Linked DNA regions of Macaca mulatta: region 2 is linked to region 1. The links are chromatin contacts, called in public Hi-C maps. All regions are on one chromosome and are shown on one strand. The core of a region is the stretch at or near the end of the contact, and the rest is flanking DNA. Distances in the headings are between cores, read along the strand shown. Region 1 holds the start of METTL18 (methyltransferase 18, RPL3 N3(tau)-histidine). Region 2 holds the start of LOC144340321.

The links. A called contact is a pair of places that touch in the nucleus more often than the background predicts.
Region 2: a contact with region 1 is called in a Hi-C map of CD4 T cells, with 5 times the contacts expected there. The contact joins the promoter of LOC144340321 here to the promoter of METTL18 in region 1. A contact is called at or near these places in 2 of 14 Hi-C or Micro-C datasets (CD4 T cells and cortical neurons).

What each region holds. Positions count from the first base shown.
Region 1 is chr1:27,302,943-27,308,452 of T2T-MMU8v2.0, forward strand. It overlaps METTL18 (methyltransferase 18, RPL3 N3(tau)-histidine), which reads right to left and starts at 2,242. Exons shown (of 2, transcript NM_001266262.1): 1 at 2,221-2,242; 2 at 1-1,276. The coding sequence starts at 1,074. FIRRM (FIGNL1 interacting regulator of recombination and mitosis) reads left to right here and starts at 2,413. Exons shown (of 24, transcript XR_013416278.1): 1 at 2,413-2,649.
Region 2 is chr1:27,401,379-27,406,643 of T2T-MMU8v2.0, forward strand. LOC144340321 reads left to right here and starts at 3,134. Exons shown (of 2, transcript XM_077999687.1): 1 at 3,134-4,900. The coding sequence starts at 4,086. SCYL3 (SCY1 like pseudokinase 3) reads right to left here and starts at 4,824. Exons shown (of 15, transcript XR_013416295.1): 1 at 4,656-4,824.

The sequences.
Region 1 (5,510 bases), core at 992-3,491:
TCCTTCATCAATTATTTTGAGTATTCTGGTCTTAAAAACATCCCTTTCTTCTATAAACTTCTGAAAGAGGTGAACACCTCCACCTACACCAAAATAATGTGCTTTGCTAGCCAAAAGTACACGTCCATTTTTACTTAACAGTCTAAGGAAAGTCTGGTGCAAATTACTGTAATAATCTGGGTTGTAAATGGTTTCTGAGGTGAGAATGAGATCATATTTTACAAAAAGTTTTTCACTGCTTAGTACAAGCTTACAAAACTCAGACCACTCACCAGAAAAAAATCGGCATTTATATAGTTCTTGTGTTACTTTTGGTTTCTTGCATCTTTTCAGATCTGGCTTATTTACATCATTTTCTTCATCTTCCAAAGTGGAATTAGCTACTACATTAGCTAAGGTTACTTCATCAATCACCATACTGTTATAATCTTGAAAGTGAATTTCTTTGGCCCCTCCCTTGAATGCAGTTATACCCAGTAAACCTGATCCACAACCAAGATCCAAGACTTTTTTCCCGGCAAATTTCACTTTGGCCTTTGTGAAATAAGCCAGGAGGTCAAAGGTACATTCCCAGATTTTTAAGCCTCCTTCATAAACACCTGTAATCAGATCAGAGTGAGAAGAAAAGCTTTTTGAAACTATGTTTTCTCCAGGGAAGTTCTCTTTCAACAAGATGGTTTTCACTACTGAGAAGTTAACATGCTGGAAACCTGGTAATGTTTCTATGACTTTATTTTCTAACATCTTTAAATCTTTAGGCATAGCATGCTCTTTAGCAGCTCTCAAGGAGGGCTGTTTTCCATATGGCTCCAAGTTACTTGAATTGTTGGCTGCACTGAGTGGACTGTCTGTGTCTTGAGAGGGAGCTGCATTTTCCATTGACTTATGTTCCCACAAGTGACCCTGAGGCAAGTCAAATTGTTCTGCAGAACATTTTCTGTCCATGTCTTCTCCTTTTTGACTTTCTGAGACTGACAGCTCTTTTGAGGAATCCAGGGTCAAAGCTCCATCTCCAGTGGGTGTTAATTCATTTTCCAGATGGTCTTCTATAGTGAAATTAAACTGAAAGGTCATCCTCTTATTAAATGCACACGATTGTTAAATTCAGATTCTTCAACTTCTGGATAGAATTTGATGACACACACAAACCTGCCTCAATTATTCAATTAATTTTGTTGGGCCCAATTTCTCTTTAGCAGCTTATACATGGTAACAAACATTTAGAGGTATTTCCAAATTACTTTTTAGACGTCTTCGGTCCTCTTTCCATGTAACTCTGGAAAGAAAAAAAAAACAGAAAGAAAATGATGATTAAAGCAAAATGGCACATTTCACTAAAGTGTAATATTAAACAGCCATCCCCAATCCCTCCCCGCCCCACCATACAGTTGCCTTTTCTTAAAAAGTTGTGGGGAAGAGAGAGAGAGAAAGAGATTTGGACGCTCATATACACCTTAAGGGTTCAAAAGTGGGAGAAGAAAATCAGCTATAAAAACAAACAGAAGAACAGCAGCAGCAACCACCACCACCACCTGGACAAACATAAAGTCCAAGATATTCAGACAGGACGGCCTAGTTACTTGCCATCTTTCAGCTGTCTTGACTGTGTCCAACCATATTCACCCCCTAAGCTTCCAAAATAACTTCACTTCTGTCTTTTACAAAAGACGTACAATATTTTATTTTGATAAGTGGGCGTCCCTTTAAAAACATGCATAGGTATGGTCTGGTGTGTGTAAGTTCATCCAAGACTTCACTCCAAACATTTAGTCGAGAACAGCAGCCCTAAATGTATGGAAGTGGGGGTAATTTGGAAATAATTAGTAAAGACTAATTTGATGACAGAGCGAACGCAAACTAGGGCAATGCGGTAGTTTGGAGAGGCCTGTAGAAATCAGAAGCAACTTTATTGAGAATCTTCTATCCACTGCGCTAGACACTATACCATCTGCCTCTGTTTTTACAGTTCTGGCAAGTGGGATCTTTATTCCCTTTACACAAGATTTACAATTCGGGGGAGAGGAGGGTCACCCAGTCCAGCGGCTAGGAAGGCGCCTCTTTTCTCTCCCATCACGCTGCAAGGCTCGGAGTCACTTCCGGCTGCAGGTCCCAGGACAAATCCGACCCTAGAAGTGCAATCTTAAAACCCCATGGGTAGCAAATCTGGGACTTCTGGCCCTCACCTCCCCATTTGAATGTAATGTTTACAGTGATCCAGACCTGAGAATGCTAGCTTCCCGACACGTCCTGGGATCGCGCGTCTGAAAAAGCTCATCTCACGACACCTCCTCCGGACTGAAATCGTGCACCAGCGAGTCGAGTCCTCCGGAGGCTAGAGAAGCCCGACTTTCTTTCCGGCCTTGAGGGACCCGGGCTCACCAAGAAACCAGCCGTCCTCCTCTCTATGGTTCTGGAGCCGGCGGAGAGAGCGCAAGGGTTGGCTGGACTGTGAGTTTCCGCTCTGGGCTGTGGCGGGACTGTGAGTTTCCGGTCTGGGCTGTGGCGGGATTGGTTTGAAGGTGTGCTGTTTGACGAAAGTATGTCTCAGGAACGCGCCGTCCCGGCTAGCGCGGTTCACCTGGAAGAATTAAGTAGCTGGCCAGAGGAACTATGCCGCCGGGAACTGCCATCCGTCCTACCCCGACTCCTCATATCCTTCCTTAGTTGTCATTTCCACCTAGAGAGGGGTGTGGGCGGGTCGCGAACCTTTCTCTTCTGTGCCGTCAGACTCACCGTCAGGCTGGGTTATATTACCGCGGCGTGAACCCCTTCTTTTCTTTGTCAGTGAGTGGGATGAAAAGCGAGGGACTGGAGGGGAAGCGACAACCATGGTAGATCTAAGGCTTTGGCCCTGGAAAGGCTCGCGGACGTATTCTGACCTAAGGGTTTAGCAGTGGATGTGGCGTTTTCTTCCATTCCTTCTTTGAGTTTTTCTGTACTCGTTGCTTGCAATTAAGTGTAAATACTTTTGGTAGTGGGTAATGGGAGAGGCAAGGACTCAGACCTGGAGTATGAGGATAGCTCTGGCTCTTAATAGGTTGAGATAAAGCGAGATACTGTGAGCTTTTGTCTCCCGTAAAAAGGGTGGTGAATATGAATAATGCCTTTCTTAGCGTTGTAAGAATTAAAGGACACAGTTCTGTGGTGTGAAATCTTTAAAAGATGTTCAGTAAATAAAAATAATTTTCCTCCTTCCTCTCTCAGACCTCTTTTTCTTCTTCTTCCTCTTTTTTTTTTTTTTTGAGGCAAGTTCTCACTCCTCTTGCTGGGCTGGAGTCTTTTTCTGAAAGAGTTGCTTCCGCTTGTTGGCTTTTGACTGTTGCATTTGAGGCGCTTAGCGCCTTTGTCATCCAGGTGCAGCACATTCTTGGTCTCATGCCTTTGTGGTTGTAAATGTGCCTGGAATCCTAGCCTTTTCATGGTAAACCATATGTATATGTATCTTTTTCACAACTTTTGAGCCCACCTTTATACAATTACACTCAAAAAAAGTAACCTTCACTTGAGACAGTCTCAACACTGCACAAATATTGTGCAGCTAAAGCCCCATATAATCACATAGAAGTCATTCACCTAGACATTAGCAAAATCTCAGAAAGTTCCAAGGCCCCCTTTTTAAGTTTTTGTGTAGATACACAATTGCCGTCTTAAAGGAGTTTCAACTTGAAAACAAATAGCCACCCTAAAAACATTCAAAAACACTTAAACTGCATGCATAATGTGTGTGAGACATGATGTTAGCCTTTGTGAGAATAGAGACACGGAACATGTTTCCTCTCCTTCCCCACAAGCTTATAGAGAGACTTCATTAAGTTGAAAGTCAACATTCCCACTTAGCTTTGCACTTCAAACGACATATTCAAAAAAGCCGGAACTTCTTCCTCTGATTTTCCTCATCTGAGTAAATGGTTTCACAAACTGAAACCTTGAATCCTGTCTCTCTCACACACCCGATCAATAAGTTCTATTGTTTCTGATTCCAAACTGTCTTGAATCAATCCATTTATTTCCATCCTCATTGCTACCACTCTGATTCCAAACCCCTATCACCCTCTCACTTGGAGTATTAATAGTTTCCTTGTTTCTGCTCATAATTATTACAAGAAAGCTCAGAGGGGAAAAACACAGATCACGTAATTTCCCTTTTTAAACCACTTTACCTTCAAGGCTCCAGGTGATCTAAGCCTTGCCCTTCTCTCATACCTAGTTAACTACACTCTATTCATGAATACATTAGGCTCACCTACCTCAGGATCTTTGTGCTCAGCCTGGTTCTCCCAGCCTTTTGCATATTTCATGTTTATATCTTGGCCCAAATGTCACCTCCTTAGAGGGGCTTTTTCAGAGCCTTCAATCTTAGGTAGTTCCCCCAAACCCAGTCTTACACTTGTATCAATTGATCTGTTCAGTTTTCTAAAAAGCACATTATCGTTAAAAGAAATGCTCTTGTTTGCTTTGTATATTTTCCACTTTTACATATTACGTTGCAAAGTTCATAAAAGCAGCAAGTTGATTTTATTCACAGCGTTATCCTCAGCACCTGGAACAGTGCCTGACACATAGTAAGCATTCATTAAAGAGCTAAAAATATTTCATGTTTTAAAAATTCTTGAGAGTCTAATTAGACAATACTTTTTTTTCAGCTTATGGTAGTATTTTAGCTTCACTATTTTAACAAATGAAAAATTTGCAACAAATCTACAATGCCACTATCCCCCAAAATCATTTTCATGTTTTGCATTTTACATATTATTTTCTAGGCCTTACCTGCATGTCTGCATAATCATAAGTGACTAATTTTGGAACAGCTAGCAATGATTTGAGCTTTACTGAAATTTTTTCATGAGGCCAATTCTATCCTACTGAACTCAAATTTGAGTTAATGATGACCTCATTTTGATTGCTGCTGTAAAAATATATGTGGAAAATAAGATTTCAGAAGAGGAATGAATTCTTGTATTAGTGTCGTGGGATTATAGGTTCCTTTTTTGTTTTTTTTTTTTTGAGATGGAGTCTCACCCTGCCACCCAGGCTGGAGTGCAATGGCGCCGTCTCAGCTCACAGCAGCCAGGTTCAAGTGATTCTCCTGCCTCAGCCTCCTGAATAGCTGGGATTACAGGCACGTACCACCATGCCTGGCTCATTTTTTGAATCTTTAGTAGAGACAGGGTTTCACCATGTTGGCCAGGCTGGTCTCGAACTCCTGACCTTGTGATCTGCCTGCCTTGGCCTCCCAAAGTGCTGGGACTACAGGCGTGAGCCACCGCGCCCGGGCGGGTTATTCATTTTTCTTATTGACATTCTTTGATGATTCTTATAGTGTTGTTACAGTAAAACATTTCTAACAATTATTTTTGATGGTATATATGGAGAATTTGTTGTCATGTATTTGTAAGTTGCTATGTGCAGAAGAATTTCAGTCTAATAAGGTTGGTAAGAAAGATATGTAAGTAATATGAAAATAAGATAAAAGGTGATGAGTGACGCAAGACAGGTATAAATTAAGTACT
Region 2 (5,265 bases), core at 1,884-4,383, 99 kb after region 1:
CTTTCAGAGTGGAAAGGCAATCAAAAATAGAATAAAGTAATTCATACTTCCTAACTCACTTGTATATCCTAAGGAAAATGTTGTAAAACTTTATTATTCAAAAACAATAAAACTTCTGTATGTCTAAAATAACTTAAAATTATAAAAGAAAACAATACAAATTGGAGAATACTTATAACAATGATGAAAATCATTGTTTTAATGTTAATATGTTGAAAAACATTGTTAATATGAAAAACGTATTAACAAATGAAGAGCTCATATAAACCAAGTAAAACACTAAAACACCAGTACAATAATGGGAAGGAAAACAGCTCATTGAAGAAACACAGATGACAATAAACATAAGAAAAAGTACAATCACACTACTCTTCAAGGCTATCCCAAGTAAAAAGGGGAAACCACAAAACTGAATCATCTCAAATAATCTCAAACACTAAAAAAAAAAAAAAAAAAAAAAAAAAAGGCCCACACATACACAGAATTCAAATGCAACTACGAAAAAACATTTCAGTGCTTGCCTAGTGAAGGGGCACAGTTAGAGGGGCCAAGGGGGAAGACAGGATTATCATGATGTATGAGGAGATTTTGGGAAGATGGATATATTCATTATTTTGATTATAATGATGGCAATGGGTGATTATAAACGTCAAAACATAAAACTGTACACTTTTTTCATTTATTCTATATCAATTACACCTCAAAGTTGTTTTAAAAAGAAATATATGCATACATACACACAGACTTGAAAAATATATGTTGAAGTATTAACAGAGGTTTGCGGTGGAAGGTCAGACAATAGGTAATTGTATACACACACACTTGCCTGCACCTTCCAAATCTTCTACAATATAAACGTATCTTTCTTGACAACAGGGATACAAACTCACAGGGTGACAACAGGTAATGCGCAGAACCCCAGCAATACTGGCAGCTTGGCACAGGGACCTACTATGCGTGCCTGGGACCTAGTGTGAGAGGCTTTCATTCTGAAGAGAGTGGCTATCACAGAGTTCCAACCAGGACTGCAGTTTCAGAACTGTCAGATCATGCCACTTATCATGAGGAACCAACAGCCTGAATAGTTTTGTGGAAATCTTCACATTTTTCAATGTTGGATCAAATGTTTTCTAAACCTATATAGGCCAAACAACGTATGTCTGAAAAATCTGTGGCAGTCAGTTTTCAGTGGTGGCTTTACCATAATATAAAAATTAGAAAATAGAGTTCTTACTAACTCTGGCAATGTAGAAAGCAAACTGCTACAAATACGCCAATAATTCTATGTAGGCCTTTCAAAATTTGTTTAAAAATCTGTATTCTTTGGACAAATATAAACTCAATAATCATTACACATTGACCCTCTACTTGGAATTTTTCCCCACTTCGGTGAAGTTCCATACAACACCTTCTACACCGGGTATGTAATGCTGCTCAAAACACATGCCTAGAACAAAATTTAAAATGCCTACCGATCCACAACCATCGTTATATAAGAAACACACGTATAAAGTCTAAAGCTATCTAAAATTGAAGCTTTTCAAAATCTAAAACTGTTTCTGAGAGTAAGAACTAAATCTGCTTTGTAACAAATTCACTGAATTCCTACCTACCTGGCAATATATCTTTCTTAAAAATGACAGAGAAGCAAAAAACAGGACTAAAAAAAAGCCAAGTATGGCAACTATGGTAACATTCACCTTTCTACTGGGACTACAAATAAAAAGTTTATGTGGGACCATGAGTAAAAGCAATGATGTTAATCCCTCGATTCTGGAGATGGAGTGCTGGCCAGATGGTCACAACCGCCTGCTGAGTAGGGAGGTTCATGCTTAGCACTTGATCTTGCCATCTTTTCTTGGGCACAGTTAATGTTGTCAGGTACCTAGCCTGGGCCAAAGGGCGGTCAACTCACAAATTAGTCATCAGTCTCATGGCCTGAGTGAAGAGATAAACTGGCCAGATCATTGTCTCCTCCAGGAATTTGAACTAAGAACAATTTTTGCCTATTAGAAGCATAGCTGAAGGTAGAAGGATGCTATGAGGTAGAGTTGGAGCTATGGCAAACCAAAGCCACATGAAGTCAGAAATTTGTCAAGCACAGAGGAAGTCCGTTGGCAGGAAAAATTTAAAAAAGCAAACACTGGGACAGTAGCTTAGTCATACTTAGGGGGCACATTGCTACTATCCATCTCAAGATTACCAGAAGCCCAGCCTCAAACCCAGTTCCACCCAGATACCCTAACATCCCATTGACACGCTTATAACCAGCCCCCTTTCCCTCAGGTAGCTTGAATGGGTCTATGTTCCTTGAAACTAATTGCCATTTCATAGGCAGAAACCTCTACTTGGTCTCCAACTCCTGCCTGAAAAGCCAGCCAGACTGGAAGAGTGAGTTACAGAAGTGTTACTTTGAAAGTATCTGAAGCTAGTCTGACCTCCTTCTCTCTCTTAGCCACAAAACACAGCTTTCCAAAATCAACACACAGTAAGAGAAAAGCAGAGAATAAGGGACTGTATGTAAATGAATATCTTCTTGACAGGAAATCATGCTGTTTATTTAGTGTTAATATTAGTCCTCCCGGGAGATAAGACTGCCACCAGGATTCAGGGTCAGCGCTCTGGCTAGATGAATGGCAGTCACCAGAGGCAGAAGAAAGGGACATTTAGTTTACTTAGCTATTTCTAAATAGCGAAATACTTCCTTGTGGGAATATTGACCTTGCAATAGCTATTAACCTTAGATTTTATATGAATTCCACTATAAAGTAATTAACAAAGTTATAAAAGCATTAGGAAGTAGTTAAAATTCATTTTTCTTAGTGTATTTTAGGTCTAAGACTTTAAAAAAATATCACTTAAAAATTTAAAAGAGACGACTGAATTTCTTGAGAGAACTGGAAAGGATGCCATTTTCTTGTTTTGAAAGTATGTTAACTTTGACAGGAATCCACTGATACCATCAGTGTAATACTGAGAGTGGTAGGATTATATTCTAGGTCCCCAGTGCAAACTTTATTGGGGGAAAATTAAAAAGGTGTGCTGAGTATTGCAATTTGAGAATGTTTTGACGCAGTAATTCTTCACACTAATACATCTAAAGAGACACAAATACTGTTATATGAACAGTTTTTTTTGTTTGTTTTTTTGTTTTTTTGGGTTTTTTTTTAAAGTGATAGGGTCTCGTTGTTGTCGCTGGCCTGGAGTGCACTGACGCTATCCTACCTCACGGTAACCTGGAACTCCTGGTCTCAAGCGACCCGCCCTCCTCAGTCTCCCCAGTTGCTGAGATTACACCATGCCCGCCAGTGCTTTAAAAATGATATTTCAGCAAAAATTGATCTATTGAAATGTAAGAAAAACACTTGGCCTTCCAAATGCTTTCCTGTTGTTTTGAGGAGGGGGAAAACACAAAATCTTGCTCATTAGCTTTGAAATTAAAAAGTCACAAGAAGGTATATCCTAGTATCACAGAATAGGTATTTTGTAGCAGTTAGCATCTCCACTCTATAAAAAAACACCGAGTTGACAGTCTTTGACTTGAATATGCATCATAGGCTTCCCTTTAATAATCTCCCTCCACTCTTTTGCCTACTTGGCCAGCACACGAAATTTCTGGACCGCTTGTAGATTAAGAAAACCCTTGTCTAGGTCAAAGGGCAACTCATACACTCAACTAAGAAACCTTTGTGCTCTAGGGAAATATTTCTACCAAATATTTTCTTTTCCCAGCAATTAATCGAGACTCTCTTGGTCCTAGCTCCCTGAGCTTGAAAGTTCCGAAGATAATGGCTTGCACTGTGAGTATTAAGGACGCACTGTACTGGCTGATATTCTGGTACCCAGCGGTAACATTACTCCGGCCCTTCGCTTTCGTCTGTTTCAGGTATACATCCCCTCTGCGGAACTCAGTCCAGCATTGCTAGTTGACAAGCAATACACAATTATGTCTTCATGGACCAAAATAATCATGATTTCAGCTCAAGATATTACATTTTATAAGGACACGGGTCCTTAAAACAGCAGTAACAGTGACCCCCAAAATTCGAGATCCGACTCCGAGAATTTCACATGGATTCCTGAATATGCCCTTCCGAAAAATGTTTCATCTTTATTCTAAACAGAAAGCACTACGCCAAGACAGGAGCCAGCTGGGCCTTGGGGGACCGGGCACTGGTCTTGGATCAAGAATCAGGCCGCCTTCCCGAGGGCGGGCGCGCCCCCAAGAGTCCCCCGGGTTCGGGCACTGCCGCCCCGGGACAGTGACGCGCCCAGCCGAGCACCCTCGCCCTGCTCGCCGCGACCCTGCGGGGTCACTGAGGGGCCGGGACTCGGCTCTCGCTTCGCTGGCCCCTCACCTCTTCCACACCTCCCCGCGAGGACCGACTCCGCGGCTGCCTAGGAGAACTCTGACCGCGGGCGCCTCACCCGGCGGGGGTCGCCCGCGAAGCGCAGATTACAGGGCGACCCACAATCAGCAAGGGGAGGCTGCTCCGAAGCGAGGAGCACAGCTCAACCGGCAGCCGGCGCCGCGCCGAGCTCGCTCCTGCGCGGGACCCACAGCGCAGACCCGCGGGCGGGGCGCGCGCCCGCCGCCTCCTCCCCGCCCGGCCCCTTCCCCCACGGCGCAGTCCTGCAAGGGGGCTCCCTGTTACCTGCGGCAGGGCGGCGGGGGAGGAGGCCGAGGGTCTTGGCTTTGGTCCCCTGTTGGCCCCCGTGTTGACACCAACCACCCCTGCCTGCCTGTAAGGCTGTGGCCACTACACCCAATCTTCTGGGGGCCGGGTTTCTCCCACACCATAGAGACGGGTCCGGAAACGGGACAGAAGGCCCGCCTTCCTCCCTCCGACGCCACCGCTGAGGCCAACGAACCAGGAACCGAGGTAGAGCGGCCGCACAGGTGAGTCTCAGGCCAGTGCCATCTTGAGTGTGGGCGCTGTGACGTCCCCGCTTTTCACTCACTGCCCTAATGGTCTAGTTAGTCCACCAAGATGTCCCCTTTCTAGACGTTTTTGTCGAATGCTCAAGTTTGTCTTGACTTGAATTTTTAAGCTTTTAACAGCACAGTTTTACTTTCATTTCCGCCCAAATCCAAAATGGCTGCTGGCCACTTGTAACAAATAGTAGAGGTGCAGGGCGGAGAAAAGGAGTAGGGGAATTAGCGAGGACTTTCAGCGGAGTGACGTCACTCAACCTGTAGCTTTGATTGGCTAGGCTGCGAGGGCGGAGTCGTGCAGAGCGGCTGAAGCTGGCGGAGGTCCTGGT